Regions from separate parts of the Mus musculus genome. Here region 2 is linked to region 1. A link is a contact called in public Hi-C data. All regions are on one chromosome and are shown on one strand. Each heading gives the region's core, a stretch centred on a gene start, on an enhancer-like site or on the middle of the called end of the contact. The rest is flanking DNA. Distances are from core to core; before and after follow the strand shown.

Region 1 (2,947 bases), core at 198-2,697:
AGCTAAGTTAATAGGTACATTGTTATGCCACCAGACAGCTGACTGGCACAAGATGGCTAGAAAGGGGTTCAAATCCAGTTTATCTGGGTCTGAAGGCGGAGCTCTTTCCAGCTGGCTATGTGACACTCCAGCTTCACGACTGCTATCTAGCCAAGTGCATTCCAGTCACTGTTCCAACACCTGTGTCTTCTCAATGGCTTGGTCATCGGTGAAAGAGATAGCAGATATGTGGAGTTAACATAATTAATAAAATGTGAAAGGTTGATTTGTGTGAATGAGGCCTGGGTAATGGGAGCAAAGCAAGGGGTGTTAGCGCCTTGTCTAGGCTCTGCCCCACAGTTACCTGGCAATAGCCAGGTGTGCCTAACTCACTATAAAAGGAGCTGCTCTCCCTCTGCTCTCTCTTGCCTTCTTGCTCTCTTCTGTCCTTTTGCCCCTTCCCCTTCTCTCCCCATTCACCCCCCCCCCCATGGCCTGCCTCCTCTCCTCTCCTTCCCCCCCTCTCTCCCCCCCTTGGCCTTTCTCTGTCTCTTCTACTCTCTCAACTCCTTTCCATGCCCTGAATAAACTCTATTCGATACTATACCATCATGTGGCTGGTCTCTCAGGGGGAAGGGATGCCTCCGCATGGGCCCTCAGAGGCGCCCCCTTCCCCCACACCTCACACCTCCACCAAACTATTCCTTCTTTCTTTATCTTTTTATAAAATACAACAAGGGGGATGAATGAGTTACATTTGACACCAAGTTGCCTCTTTGGAATCGTCCTTTTAAAGCGATTGCTATCTGCCTGGTATCAGAGGGGGGATTGAGGTAGCAATCCTGACTAGTGGGTTCTCAGTATGCTGGTCATCTACCTCTTCCTCCTCACTTGGCTCAAGCTGAGGGAAATACCACTGCTCTTCACTCTTGCCAGTCCTTCTGCGACTTTGCTTCTGAGTTGCGGTGCCCCTTCCTAATGTCTCCTTTTTTTCTTTTCCTTTCACTTAACTTGGCTTTTATGTATCTGTCCATCACCGCCTCCTTTAACGACAAGCTAAGATGGCCTGGCTCTTTTTTAGTTTTCAAAGGATGCTGTCTGCCCTGAATGTGCGATGTTTAAGAGCCAGGGTCCGGTAAGTCTTTAAGAACAGTTGTTTATGTTCTTTCAAAGGTTGCCAAGTAATAAATAGTGATTTGAAAGTGAAGGGTAAAGTGGAATTTCATCACCCAGCTCTCTGCCTTTCCCGTGATGGCTTAAGTCATAAACCACTGTGTTCTAACCTTCAGAAGGGGATCTTGCCAGCTCGGGCTTACTGGGTGGACAGACACACTGTTTCCTAGCACAGTACCCTGGGCACTGATCCATCCTAGCCTGGTTGGAAATAAACCTTTGAAACTCTGAAGTCCATTGAAGCATCTGAGACAACAAAAGAGGCAAAGGGCCTTTGTGTTTCAGCAAGGGACTGGCCCAGTTCTTTACACTTTCCTAATGAGGGCCAGCCCTGGAGCCCTGATGTCTCTGCTACACAGAGGGGGGTTTAAAGAATAAAACCGCCCTGCCTGTCTGGGTCACTCCCCTCTTCCCAGGGACTTTTAGGGATGCTAGCCCAGCCCTTGGGAGCTTCAGTGCTCCTTCATGTTTTACAGTTTTGTACCAGGTTGTATGTATGTGAATCATATCAGATATTCTAGTTAGACTCTCTGGCACGATTGCCTGTCTACCAGAATCCCATCCAGCTCCGTTTGTTTAGAAGACTTAATTGACCCACTAGGAATTTCAGTCTGTCATCCTGAATTTAATTTGTGAGTTACATCAAGTTACAGTGTTTCATAGCATAAGTGCAGATACTAATTTTAGTACCATATGACAGTAAGTTGGGGGGAAAAAAAAAGAATCACCTCCCCTGACACACTTTTAAACAATGTGAGTTTTTTCCTGCACATGTCAGAGAAGTTATTATTTACTTATTTTGTTTGTTTGTTGATTACAGCAGAACAAAGACCAGCCCACTGGATGCCAGGGTTCTAACAGAGTGCTCATAACCTGTGCAAACCCAAGCCATATGAAATCCCAGAATAAAGCAGGGAATAATCTTACCCCTGGCCACGGAGCTATTGGCAACTGTTAGACACTGGTAGAGGAAGAGATAGTTTCCTCTAAGAGTACAGCCCCTGGTAGGATGGCTAGATTCCAGTGGAAGACCACACATCCAAGAATATTTGGGCAGCACAATTTGATATTAAAGGACTTTTTTAAAAAAAGATACAAGTATGGTAGTTATGGAAAGGGGTAGATCTGGGAAGAGTTGGAGGAGAGGACATAAATATTATCAAAATATGTTGCACAAAACACTCATAAACGAATAATACAGAAAATGAGGCAGAGGATTCAAATCCTAAGGTCCACTGTTACTCCGTGGGCTGCATATGTGAATATGATACTTTAAAGAAAGAAGCAACAGAAACAGCAGGCCTGAAGAAAGCTCTGAGATTTGATCCCCATCCCTTACTCTGTGAACAAACTATTTCAGGTTCAAGGTAAGTGCTGGGCTTGAAGAAGATTTGATGTCTGTCCTAGTTAGGGTTTTACTGCTGTGAACAGACACCATGACCAAAGCAAGTCTTATAAAGGACAACATTTAATTGAGGTTGGTTTACAGGTTCAGAGGTTCAGTTCATTATATTCAAGGCAGGAAGCATGGCAGCATCCAAGTAGGCATGGTGCAGGCAGAGCTGAGAGTTCTACATTTTCATCTGAAGACCACTAGTAGAAGATTGACTTCAAGACAGCTAGGATGAGTGTCTTAAAGCCCACACCCACAGTAACACACCTACTCCATTAAGGCCACACCCACTCCAACAAGGTCACCCCTACTCCAACATGGCCACACCTCCTAATAGTGCTACTCCCTGGGCCAAGCATCACAACATCCTGGGCCAACCATTTACAACGACCATTCACAACC
Region 2 (2,947 bases), core at 322-2,821, 530 kb before region 1:
GCACACTCCTGTCCTCTGTCCCGCTCATCACAGGGGTCTGGCAGTTGTTCTCATCATAACAACAGCGTGAGACTGCCTCTTTTTCTAAGTGTTTGTCCCTCTATGGTCTCACTTCTGTGGCTAGGCCACCACCTCAAGCCCTTGAGAATTTCCCCTGAGAACCCAGCGGGACGACATCCCGGGATTCCGATTCCAAAGCCTTGAAGTAGATCAGCAGATCAACCTCCAAGAGACCTGAGTACACAGGCCCTGACCCCACATGCAGCTTCAAGCTTGCTGTCACCCTGTCCCGTCCCCCCATGCCTTCACCCCTACCCCCCTGCAGCCTTTCATCATCTCTGCCTCAAGGGGAGCCCATCTCTTCCCCAGGAGGAAAGCAAACAGCAGATGTGTGTGATGACAGTGTGGTGTGTGTCCCCAAGCCATGCAGGGGACCTCTGATCTCTGTCTGGCCTTGTTTGCAAATAAATGCCTTTCTCCTAACAGCCTGGTGCTTCGGAGAGGCAGGAAGGGGACAGCCCAGGCACCTGGAAGCTAAAAGGCTTTGCTGGCTAAGCAGAATATTTAAGAAGTGGTTTCTGTTGACATCTCCAGCTTGCGGTGGTTTGAAACTGTGTCAAAGTGTTTGCAAATATTTAGAGGTTCTCAGAGAGCGTGGTGTTGGGGTAGAGACAGTTCTCACAAAAGGCACTGAAGCCACACTCAGGGCAGTTTTGAAGACCCATTTGGAAGCCGACTGGGTAGAGACTTAAAGAGAATTGTGTGCTGAAGGGGCCGTAGGCAAAGGGAGAGTTGATAAATGTGCTGCTGACCTCTGCCCTACTGTGGACAGAACCAAATTGTCCAAAGAGACCTGCTCTCGGCCGTCTTCCTTATAGGAAGATCTAAAAGCAGGCTCTAGTTTAACACAAATGATGATGAGGGAAAGAGAGAGACGGTGATGGAAGGCTAATCCAGGAGTAGCAGCTCCCAGTCTTACCCACTGGGCCAGACAGACAGACCCTCCATCCTGTGGAATCCCAGATGCAACACTGGGGACCTAACCAGGGAGGCAGGCAGGATACTTCAGCAGATCAGACTCCACAATTCTGATTGGTACATCGAGTCTCTAGATTGAAAACTGTCAACACAATGACTTCAGTTTGTTGGTTGGTAACAAGTCTGTCATTTCAAGACTCTGCTTGTTGACGGCCACTTGTTTCTTACTGGCTGAGTCCTGAAAAAAAACACAGATCTTACCCTCCAATCTCCAACCGTGGAGATGACGGGTGGGGTGGGGGCAGGGCTCAGGGCTTTGTCAAGACAAGCAAATGTGCAACAAATCAGATGCTTTCTAGTACGGCTTCCTGGGAAGCCATAGCCCACCAGAACCATGACATCATGAACCCCTCTAATTACAGAGGATAAATATCTTACAGCAGGAGAGCTAAGACAGTAACATTTGGGGCAAGTGTGACCCGAATGTCAACTGATCAGATGAGTTGTAATTTTGTCGACTAGTCTGGGAGGCTTTTCCTGGCATCGGGGGAGTTCTTAGTATCAGGTGGAGAAGCAGTTTGTTCCGCAAACACTAGAGGGCAGCAGAAGGCAGCATTTGACAAATCCAAGGGCTCAGGCTGATGACCAGCTCAAGTCCCTGGGGCTATACACATCTCTCTTCTTGCTCAGTTGCCTCTGTTTTTAAGCCAGGAGATACCTTTTCCTGTTCAGGTAATAGCCTACTCCCCACCCCCACCCCCAATTCCTCCAAAGATACAGGGAGCTGGCTGAGGTTCCTGGTGCCTTAGCTCTTCCTGCGCCTCCTGACATGTCTCCAGTACTTACAAGGGTCGGGAAACAGAGGTCCCAGATGTGATTGCAGTGTGGCTCCTCAGACAGGCCACGGAACATTTGGAAGGCACAGCGGTCTACGTGTGGAGGAAGTATGCTTTCCCTAGCTACTTAGTTGCTGGCTTCAAGGGTGACGAGGCACCGCGTGTGGGCAGGCAAGGGTTTTTCGTAGCAGCAGTGTGGCTTCGAAGGAGACAGCTTTGAAGGCAGCCTCGCTCCCTGACCGCTGTCAGTCCCAGGAACAGTTTTCTGACTCCACCATCTTGGTTATAGCAGGGCTGGCTGTCTGCACCGCAGAGGCCAGTTCCTAGCGCTTCTCTCTGCTTCCTGAGCGCGCGCATGCACACGCACACACACACACTCTCTCTCTCACACACACTCACACACACACACACACACACACACACACACACACACACACGAGCATGTGCGCTTTTCTGGCCTTCCTATTTTGTCTGGAGCCAGTCTCCTGCATTCCTTCAGTCTCTTCCTATTTAATTAAAGTGGGTTTTATCTCTGACACTGACCCCGAGTGATACAGCGGCTGAAGGTGAGCAACAGCTATAACCTGAATCCAGCACTGTCATCTGGGTCTCTGACTGAGTCCCATTAGGTGACTCAGAGGGCGTCCCACCGTGAAGCCACACTTCCTTCATGACCACTGTGACTTGTCCCTGCTTCCACAGGGAGTGACTGCCTCCCTCCCCCTCCCGCTAATGGCACAGGGATATGGTGGGTGACAGGGCCAACGCTGAAGGTCAAGCTTATAGCCCCAGCTCTTCTAACAAGCACCGACTTAGACATGGAGACAGCCTAGAGTGGGTTATCAGGAGCTGAGCCTGCTCACAGTCTAGCATGGCTTGCCTGGGGTCCACAGCGAGCCAGACAGGTTTGAGGGGAGCTGCTGATATCCTCATCTACCTCCCAGGGCTTCCTGTGTGTGAAGCCCAGCTGGCCTGGGTTCCCTGCTGTGGTTCTCAGACCAGCATTAGAAATATAGAACCTGGAGCTGCATAGATAGCTCAGTGGGTAAGAGAATTTACGCTTGCAGAAGGACTCAGCACACACATGAAGCGACTGAGAATAGCTGTGTGTGCTTATAAGCCCAGCACTGGGG

The links. A called contact is a pair of places that touch in the nucleus more often than the background predicts.
Region 2: a contact with region 1 is called in a Hi-C map of neural stem cells, with 3 times the contacts expected there. The contact joins two enhancer-like sites. A contact is called at or near these places in 2 of 15 datasets of contacts at CTCF or cohesin (both in the NIH/3T3 cell line), 2 of 484 Hi-C or Micro-C datasets (muscle stem cells and neural stem cells) and 2 of 115 datasets of contacts at active chromatin or transcription factors (astrocytes and embryonic stem cells).

What each region holds. Positions count from the first base shown.
Region 1 is chr10:70,685,166-70,688,112 of GRCm38.p6, reverse strand. No RefSeq gene overlaps it. Among named protein-coding and RNA genes, the nearest start is that of D630013N20Rik, 31 kb to the right of the region's middle. Within about 2 kb of position 1,447, at least 47 of the 459 cell types and tissues checked have an H3K27ac peak or open chromatin away from gene starts, as enhancers often do. A contact at or near this core is called in neural stem cells, where this site is marked.
Region 2 is chr10:71,217,070-71,220,016 of GRCm38.p6, reverse strand. No RefSeq gene overlaps it. Among named protein-coding and RNA genes, the nearest start is that of 1700113B09Rik, 17 kb to the right of the region's middle. Within about 2 kb of position 1,571, at least 37 of the 459 cell types and tissues checked have an H3K27ac peak or open chromatin away from gene starts, as enhancers often do. A contact at or near this core is called in neural stem cells, where this site is marked.